Regions from separate parts of the Mus musculus genome. Here region 2 is linked to region 1. Evidence: chromatin contacts called from public HiChIP or PLAC-seq data. All regions are on one chromosome and are shown on one strand. The core of a region is the stretch at or near the end of the contact, and the rest is flanking DNA. Distances in the headings are between cores, read along the strand shown.

Evidence for each region. HiChIP or PLAC-seq counts read pairs in DNA pulled down with a chosen protein or histone mark.
Region 2: an H3K27ac HiChIP or PLAC-seq map of heart atrium shows a contact between it and region 1, with 4 times the contacts expected there. The contact joins two enhancer-like sites.

What each region holds. Positions count from the first base shown.
Region 1 is chr7:70,621,536-70,625,821 of GRCm38.p6, reverse strand. No RefSeq gene overlaps it. Among named protein-coding and RNA genes, the nearest start is that of Gm35894, 36 kb to the right of the region's middle. Within about 2 kb of position 1,596, at least 103 of the 459 cell types and tissues checked have an H3K27ac peak or open chromatin away from gene starts, as enhancers often do. A contact at or near this core is called in heart atrium, where this site is marked.
Region 2 is chr7:71,229,035-71,233,058 of GRCm38.p6, reverse strand. No RefSeq gene overlaps it. Among named protein-coding and RNA genes, the nearest start is that of 6030442E23Rik, 14 kb to the right of the region's middle. Within about 2 kb of position 2,003, at least 12 of the 459 cell types and tissues checked have an H3K27ac peak or open chromatin away from gene starts, as enhancers often do. A contact at or near this core is called in heart atrium, where this site is marked.

The sequences.
Region 1 (4,286 bases), core at 347-2,846:
GACCCAGGGCTAGTGGCCTGCCAGTCTCCCCTGCCCCCAGGAGCTCCGTCTCTTTAAAAGGGAAGCAGGGTCGATTCCAAGGAGCTACAGGTAGACAGAAGAGCTAGAACCCGATCTAGGGCAGGGCAGGTGAAGCTGGCAAGGTCAGCCATTCAGTCACCAGGTGGTGCATTTAATTTAAAAGGAGTGTTAACCTTGTTTATACAAAATAACACCAATATGGAGGGAAGCCGTAAATCCGTTGTCGTTAAACAGTGGGGAGCCGCTGGCTCTGGCAGCCTGCCCACCAGCGACGTGAACTCGGCTGGCACTGAGCGTGCAGGAGCACGGCCCGGGCGGGCTTGCCAGCCTAGCCAGAGAAGGCCGGAGCTGCTCCCTCTCTGCCCACCAGATGACTCTTCGCATTCTTGTCAAATATATTTAGAACAAGAGGTGTCCGCTTAAAGAGACGCATTTGTTAATCACTTAAATGCAGGCGTTTGGCCGCGAGCCAAGTTTACCTTTATAAATATGTAGGATCGGTTTCCAGCTAGGCAGACAACTCCTGGGTGAGATCTCCTCCCCCCCCCCCCCCCGCACCCTTCTCTGGGGCAAGCGTCTCCTCCAATCGACCTAAGGTGCATGTCCCTAACACCTTATTAATTTTGTAGCCGGCGGGGGTTTCCTGAGCCCATGCCAGTCTTCTATCTGAAAGTTAAAGGAGATAAACACACGCTGGCCCTGCACAGAGAGGAGAGCGGTGTTTCTTTAAGTAAGGAGCAGATTAGAGTTAAATTCCTGTTGACTGGAGAGCCGGTGTCCACATCCTTCTGTTTACCAGCAGCTGTCCCTGTTAATGACACTCTGATAACTCTAGAGCTGCCCTGGTCAGCGGTGGGTGAAGCAGATAAAGACGCCACTGTTAAACAGCCCAGACCTCCACTTCTCTCTCACTCCTTGACTGAAGAGTCAGTGAAAAGTGCCCAGAAGAGGCAAGCCCTGGGTGCCCTGGCATTTGCTCCCCAACTTGCGAGTTCATAGTCCAAAAGCCCTGGCTGTTCAGGCAGTCTACTGCAAAGCTGATGAAAATTCCAGCAGTGGAGACTGGAAGGGCAGGGTGGGGGCGGGGAGAGCAGCTGCCTAGCCGGGTCAGAAGGTCAGCCGTAGGCATCTTGGAGAACTCTCCTCCTCCTGGTTTAGTAGCAAGGACACTTCCCTGCCCCCCAACCCGACGAACAGAGATAGTTAACATCTCGGGGCCTCAGCAAAGAACCACAGCTGTCCTAGGGTCGTTAACCACAGGGAAGTCACGTTTAATATTTGGAACAATCGCCCTCCAAAGATTTTATTGTTGTAGGGGACTTTGCCCTGCACCCTGGTGAATACCCTTGAGTCTGCAGCCAAAACCGCAGGCGAGAAGATTAAAGAAAGGTGCCTAAAGTGACTTGGAAAGGTTAGTGGCAGTGTATGAGCTGGAAGCCAGCTCCCTATCTGTTATTCGTTCCAGGCAGACAAACAGATATTTAAATTTCCTACTTGAAGCAGGCAGACAGCAGCTCTCTAGCTTCTTCTTACACTGGGGAACCTGCCAAGCCCTCACCTGGCTCAGCTCCCAGCCTGGGTGATCCCTGGGCTTTCTAAGACCCACCTCCAGCCTGCTTAATTCCTGAATACAACCCACGTGAAGATCAACAAACGCAGAATCCCATAATCCCTTTCGTGCTCTAACCAGTGAAGCAGACATACCTCCAATCAAGGCCAGGCCTCGGACAAATTGATTTCTGCTTTTAGAAAGTGTAAATATTTTTGCTTCTTTTCACCTAATTTTTGTCACCTGAAGTATGCCCCTGATTTACTCCAGGAGATACTGAGGGGGTCAGGGAGGTAAAAGGTTAGCCAAGTAGGGTGAGCTGTTCAAAAGAAAAATGAGCTTACTTGGAGTCCAGGTGATTTCCTTAAGAAGGTCTAAAAAGGTCTTTGATATTATTATGAGACTAACAAGGCAGGGTATTTCTCTTTCTTTTTCTTTTCTTTTTTCTTTTTCTCTTTCTCTTTCTGCTTCTTTTTCATTTTCATTTTCTTTTCTTCTTTTTCTTTTTCTTTTTCTTTTCCTTTTTCTCTTCTTTTCTTTCTTTCTTTCTTTCTTTCCTTTTTTTTCTTCTTATTTTTTTCTTTCAAGACAGAATTCTTCTATGGAACAAAGCCTACTCCTGAACTAGCTTTGCAGACCAAGCTGGTCTCAAAATCACAGAGGTCCTATTGCTTCTGCTTTTGGAGTTCTGGACTTAAAGGCATGCTTCACTACCCCTGGGCTGAGACAAACTATTCTAATACACTGTCTAGGGCACCATAAGGTCTGTGATCCATATTTCCAAACTGTAACATCTCCACAAATATCTTTACACAAAACATTCTAAAATGACTCCTTCTTTACAATGTAATTGGATTATTGTCTTGGTGTGTGTGTGTGTGTGTGTGTGTGTGTGTGTGTGCTTGTGTGTGTATTCAAGTTTTCCTATGTGTGTGGGTGCATAACTGTGGAGGTCAGTCTCCAGTTTTGAGAAAGGTTTTCTCAATGGCTTGGAGCTCACAATTATTCGTGAGTCCAACCATTGTGCATGAGTCCAAGAACCCTCAGGCATCCAACCATCTCCACCTCTCTAGCACTGGAGGATTACGGTTACATACACTCCATGTCTTGCTTTTACTCAGAGGTTCTGGGGATAGAAGTCAGATTGAACTGAACCGCTTACTGACTAAGTCATCTCTGTAGCCCTAGATTGTTAACTCTTTATGGGAGATTTTAAATTAGCAGTTGCTAATGAGTTGACTCTTGTCTCCACAAAATTCCTAGCTGAGAGTGCAGAGCCTCCAGTCCCTCAGAATACCACTTGGCTAGGTTCCATTTAGAGATAATAAAGTTAAAGTGAGTTCATTACAGTGAGCTCTAATCCTAAATGACTGATATCCTTGTAAAAGGCGGAAATTTACAAACAGTTAAGCCTGAAAGGAGCCAAAGACACAGATTGCCTGCCCCCAGTAGCCCTTAGAATGCTACCCACCCTCTTATTTAGGAGGGCCACTGAGATGGCTCAGAGGGCGAGGTGCCTACTGTTAAGCCTGACAAAGTAAGTTCAATCCCCAGTACCCACATAATAGAAGGGGAGAACTGACTCCCATGGCCACATGCAGACCATGGCACTTGCATGCCTCCATGTGTGTAGGAGCATACACATGGACACACCCACACAGAATAAATAAGAAGAAAGCAAGCATCCTCACATCTATACGTCCAGATTCTAGATATATACTAAACCAAGTTGAGAGTTGGTTTGGTTTGATTTTTCAGTATCATTCAGTACCAGGGGCTGAGCTTAGGCAAACAAGCTAGGCAAGTGCTCCACCACCGATCATCACTTTAATAAGACATTTAAGTTGTCAGGCAGGACTTGAATTTGAGATCTTCCTGCCTCAGCCTCTGGAGTTGTTTAGACTCCTGACCTGTGCAATCATCCACAGCAGATTCCAGTTGTTGGAGCCCACCAGTCTCTGTTGACTGATTAAAAGAGCCCTAGCTGATATGTTGATTTGCACCATGTTGGGAAATTTAAATACCCTCTAGAACAATGGTTCTCAAGTCTCAATGCTGTGACCTTTCAATATAGTTCCTCATGGTGTAGTGATGCCCAACCAGAAAGTAATTTTTGTGACTACTTCATAACTGAAATTTTGCTACTGTTATGAATAGTATTGTAAATATCTGCTATCCAGGTTATCTGATACCGGACTCTTCAGAATCTTAGGCAAAGTGGCCAATGCTTTTAACTGCGGAGTTATCTCTCTGGGCCCCTAGCATTAACACTTTAAGTAAAACAGTAATGAATTAATATAGATGACTTATAATTCCATTTAGTATTTCATTCAAGAAGATCTTGCATTTCTTACTTGTGTGACATGAGCCTATTTGGAAAAGTTTATGCACTTTTTGCTCATCTTACATGTATCAACCACTCTTTCAACATTAAAATGTTCTCTAATCAAGAGAAGTACATCTTGTACAGTAAAGCATATTTACAGTAAACACAGGCCAGTTAAATAAGTACCAATTAAGGGGATTGTACCTTCCTTAGTGTTTTTCATCAAATTACATAGACTAGAATCGGTTCTGTCTAGTGAGCTGCGGTATGTGCCGGATTCCTCTCCATCATTTCACCCACAGTTTTGATGCATAATATAATTGATGGTTTAAAAGTGTATGGTAGGTTTTTGTCAAAGACCTAGGGTTGAACTGAGATTATAAATAATCA
Region 2 (4,024 bases), core at 754-3,253, 610 kb before region 1:
CTGTCTATGGGAAGTGCCATGCGGATTTCCAGAAAGTTCAAGGCATGATTTCTGCATGTGACTTTCATTTTCTAAGCCAGGCACTCCAAAGTTCTTTCTCAGTGTTTACAACTGCTGTGTACTTTCTCTTCCTGAAATGCTATTGTGTGTATCTTTCCTTCGACTCTACTGCCTTCCTAATTCCCTGTTCACGATTTAACTTGAACCCCCTTTCCACATGTGTGACGCCCCCACTGAGGATTCACCATTATACTCAGGTCACACCTTGGTTTCAACACTTTGCATGCCCATTTATTTACTGCTCCGTTGACCTGTGTCCTTTGGAAGTCTCAACTGTGCAGTTCAGGCTTCTGCCATGCACTTGGGCTTAGCAGATGAATGTCCAGTGTTTGAGAATGGATGAATGAATAAATTAATAGATGAATGTGATCATTTCTTCAGTTAACTTCCATCGTACAATCAACTGTTCTAGACCTTATTAGCTTTAGTGAACTGTGTTTTTATAGTCCTCTGTTGGTCATCTGGGATTTAGTTGGCCATTGCTAAGCTTGACCATGCTGCCTAGGTTGGGGAAATTCACCCATGCACACTCTTCATTTCTCATTTGAGAGAGAAAATGCTGCCCAGGCATTAAAAAAAATAGCCACAGCACTTATAAAACCCCTTAAGTCATATTATTTCTACTACTTCCTATTGGTCAGAGCAAGTTGTAAGGAAAGCCCTAGATCAAAAAATGAAGTAATGAATTCTTGCCCTTCAGTCATACGACAAATGTCTCTTCTCAAAATAAATACAAAGGGGTGGTGGAAAAGTTGCTCACAGTAACATGGGCTTGGGAAGTGGCTCATTTTCTCAAGTGCTTGCAGTACAAGCATAAATTCCTGGGTTCTGATCCCAGAGCCCGTTTAGGAAGCTGGAGTGTTGAAGTAGATTTACAACACCAGAGGTGGAGAGGTGGAGGCATGAGAACACCCAGGGCTGTGTGCTCTTGCAGGCTAGAGAACGGCATCAGTAAGTAGGTACACATACATAAAAGCAACTATATACACATACGCACACAAGAGAGATCACAGTAATAAGCAAGCCTATTAAGAAAATGTTGATAACCACATGAAGATAAGATATATTTGTTTACCAATTATTAGAACAGTGAGAGAAAATATCAATATTGGTTCTTCACCTTAATTTCACCAACACAGAACCCACCCAGTGACTTGAATGTGGTCTCTGAATACATATTTATAAAATTAGATTGAAATATAGCTGAACCAATGAAGAAAGGCATTAACCATCCAAGTCTGGGATCCGGGTCTGATTCCCTGGATCTACGTAAAGGTTGAGAGAACAGAGATCGAGTCACCTCAGTAAACGTGTCCTTTGACCTCCACACCTGTGTTTGGACACACTCGTCTATCCTGCCCCACACATGTAGACACAGTAAGCAGTATATTTTTAAATTTAGAAAAGTCACAATAGGAAAAAATCCTGATGGTTTTATTTTTCTGTACTTTTTAAAGGCAGAATTCTCAGTGGACAGATGTGTTGTTGACATAAGATGAAAAGCTAGATGTGAAGTGTTGACTTTAATGAGTAAAAATAGTTTTAGGCTCCCTGTTCACATGTGTCACCCATGGAAGTTCATTTAAACCATTGCAAGCCTCCAGTAACAATACACAGGCTGACCCTTCCCTTTTGCCTCCCAAGGTCACTCTTTAAAGGGGCTTAGTGAAATCCCTGGGTAAAGTATCTCCACTGCTGCGCCCTTACAGAGACTGGGTTCCATCAGGGTGGATGCTTAGCCTCCCAAGTCTAGGCATTGATTTACAAGGAAGAACATAGCTTAGAAACAGGAGAGAGGAAGAGAAAAAACAACTAAAACCCTGGCAATAATCAACCCTTGTGAATTCCTGGCTTTCTTCCCTGGGGGGCCCAGTGGGGCCCACTCGACTGGGCCAACCCCACACAGTGCACACTGGATTGGTGGTCCGCTTATCAGGGAGAATTCCACCCACTCGGCCAAAACATACAGAAGGAAGCACACAAGAAAAAAAAATGTGAGTCTCAGATGCAAGCCTGGGGATTGAGCTTTGTGCAAAGCAAATAAGATGAGAGGGGAATTTTTCTTCACTGTTTTTCCTGTTTCACAGGACAAGCACTAACGAGATGAATCCTTAGTATATCTGAGGAGCTTTACTGCAGAGAGTGGCATGTTAGGTGACCAAAGGGATGCTTTCGGTCATTTGTCCTAAATTTGCTCTATAAATGCATTATTTAAATGTGATGTAGTTGAAATCATCCCCGTTTGCACTGCTTGATTTTTATTCACATGCTACAACTGCTATGCACATTAAAGCTATGCTGCATGGGAGAGAATGCGCAGAGCTCCCTTGAATGACCTTCTTTCTGTTGGGTTAGTGGACAGTGCCAGGATTCAGGCTTACAGACATAAAGCATTGAGTTCTTTGAAGCAACAAGATGGTTGCCTGATCGAAACCTTTGATCTACCAGTGTTTAGGAAGCACACCCTTCAGACCTCTAAAACCATGAGCCAGTGGATGTGCCACCCTTGGTCCACCTCAGTCTCCTGGGTTGTATTGACAGGCAAAGCTTTCATCTCATAGGGCCATCTCTAACATCACGATTTTCTCTCTACATTTTTCTATATTTATAATCCCATCCCATTTTCTCCTAACAACCACCTGTTTAGTAACCCTTTGAAGGACCGGTCTGCAGAGGTTGAGTGCATGTCCCCATTCAACTGGAGCAACAAAACTGAGAGTTCTCGGGGCCATTGCTAAAGTTCCACTGTGACCCTGGACTGAGAGAATTGAACGTTCTTAATAAATGCTCTGTGGTTGTCAACTTCTCATCTATACAGAACACAATTGGCTTTCAGAGGGGAAACTGGAGAATTTAACATGCTCATTCATGTTTCTCTAGATTGCCACGCTACTCCAGAATAGAGGAGGGAAATCAAATCGGAGGGAGGGATGAGTAGAGGAAACCAGTAAGATGGGACCCCAAGCTGTTCTCGTAGATACAGCTGCAGGATTCTGCAAGCACATGTCTTGTTTCCAATGGACTTTGGAAAGGCGAATCCATCCAAGTTATTTTGCCATAAAAGGGAATCATCTCTTGAGTTTGCTTTCCTAAAATCCTGTGAAGCGGAATGACCACAGCACTCCCTAAGGTCCAGAGCAAAGAATCTCCTTCTCCTCCCACATCCCGACCCCTCAGGAAAAAAAAAAAAAGATTTCCCACTAGAAGCTCAAATAATTACAAACATTCTTTGGACAGAATACAAAATTTGGGTAACAGGAGCTTGGTTTGCAGAGGGAGAGTGTGATTCATGTGTATCGTTTGATTGTATATTATCTATGAAGCTATCAAATTTGGGAGTTGACTACACATGATAATGGGTACAGGGGTGCTGTGTGTGTGTCTGTGATACATGTTTCCTTTGATTCTCTCTTTGCTACTTAACTTTAGGAAGAGTCCTAAAAAGAGACCCAGGCACTGCCAATCTCTGAAATGGAGTCTTGCTTCTTAAACCATGTCTAGGTAAATTACCTTTTCCGTGTGAGCATTTCCTTTGAGGAGAATCCTGAGGAGGAGCCTCCAGGGAACAGGCTAACTTTTTAATGGCTCTCTCAGATTAAGAGGAAGGAAATATGAAGTCCTTGGGGGAGGCACTTCGCTAGGCTGTCTGCATCCTGTAATTCTTCCTGAGTCTGTGAATCATACTTTTAAGACTCCTTTTCAAGGGCATTTGTCTTCCTTGAAGAGAAGTCCAAAGCCGAGAAGATGAGGTTTAAAATAGATCTCAATCAAGCTTTTGCCATAAAATCAATTGTGGGGGTCTTGCTGTCTACCCTAGGAAGGTTGACTCTGGTTACATACATGCCTTCTGTCACCATGGGGGACACTGCATAGGATGGTTCTTTAGCTTCCTTTGAGTTTCAAAATTTGCCAATTTTCTGTGTCTTCTCTGTTTCTTTGAGCTATACTGCATACAATTTCCCAG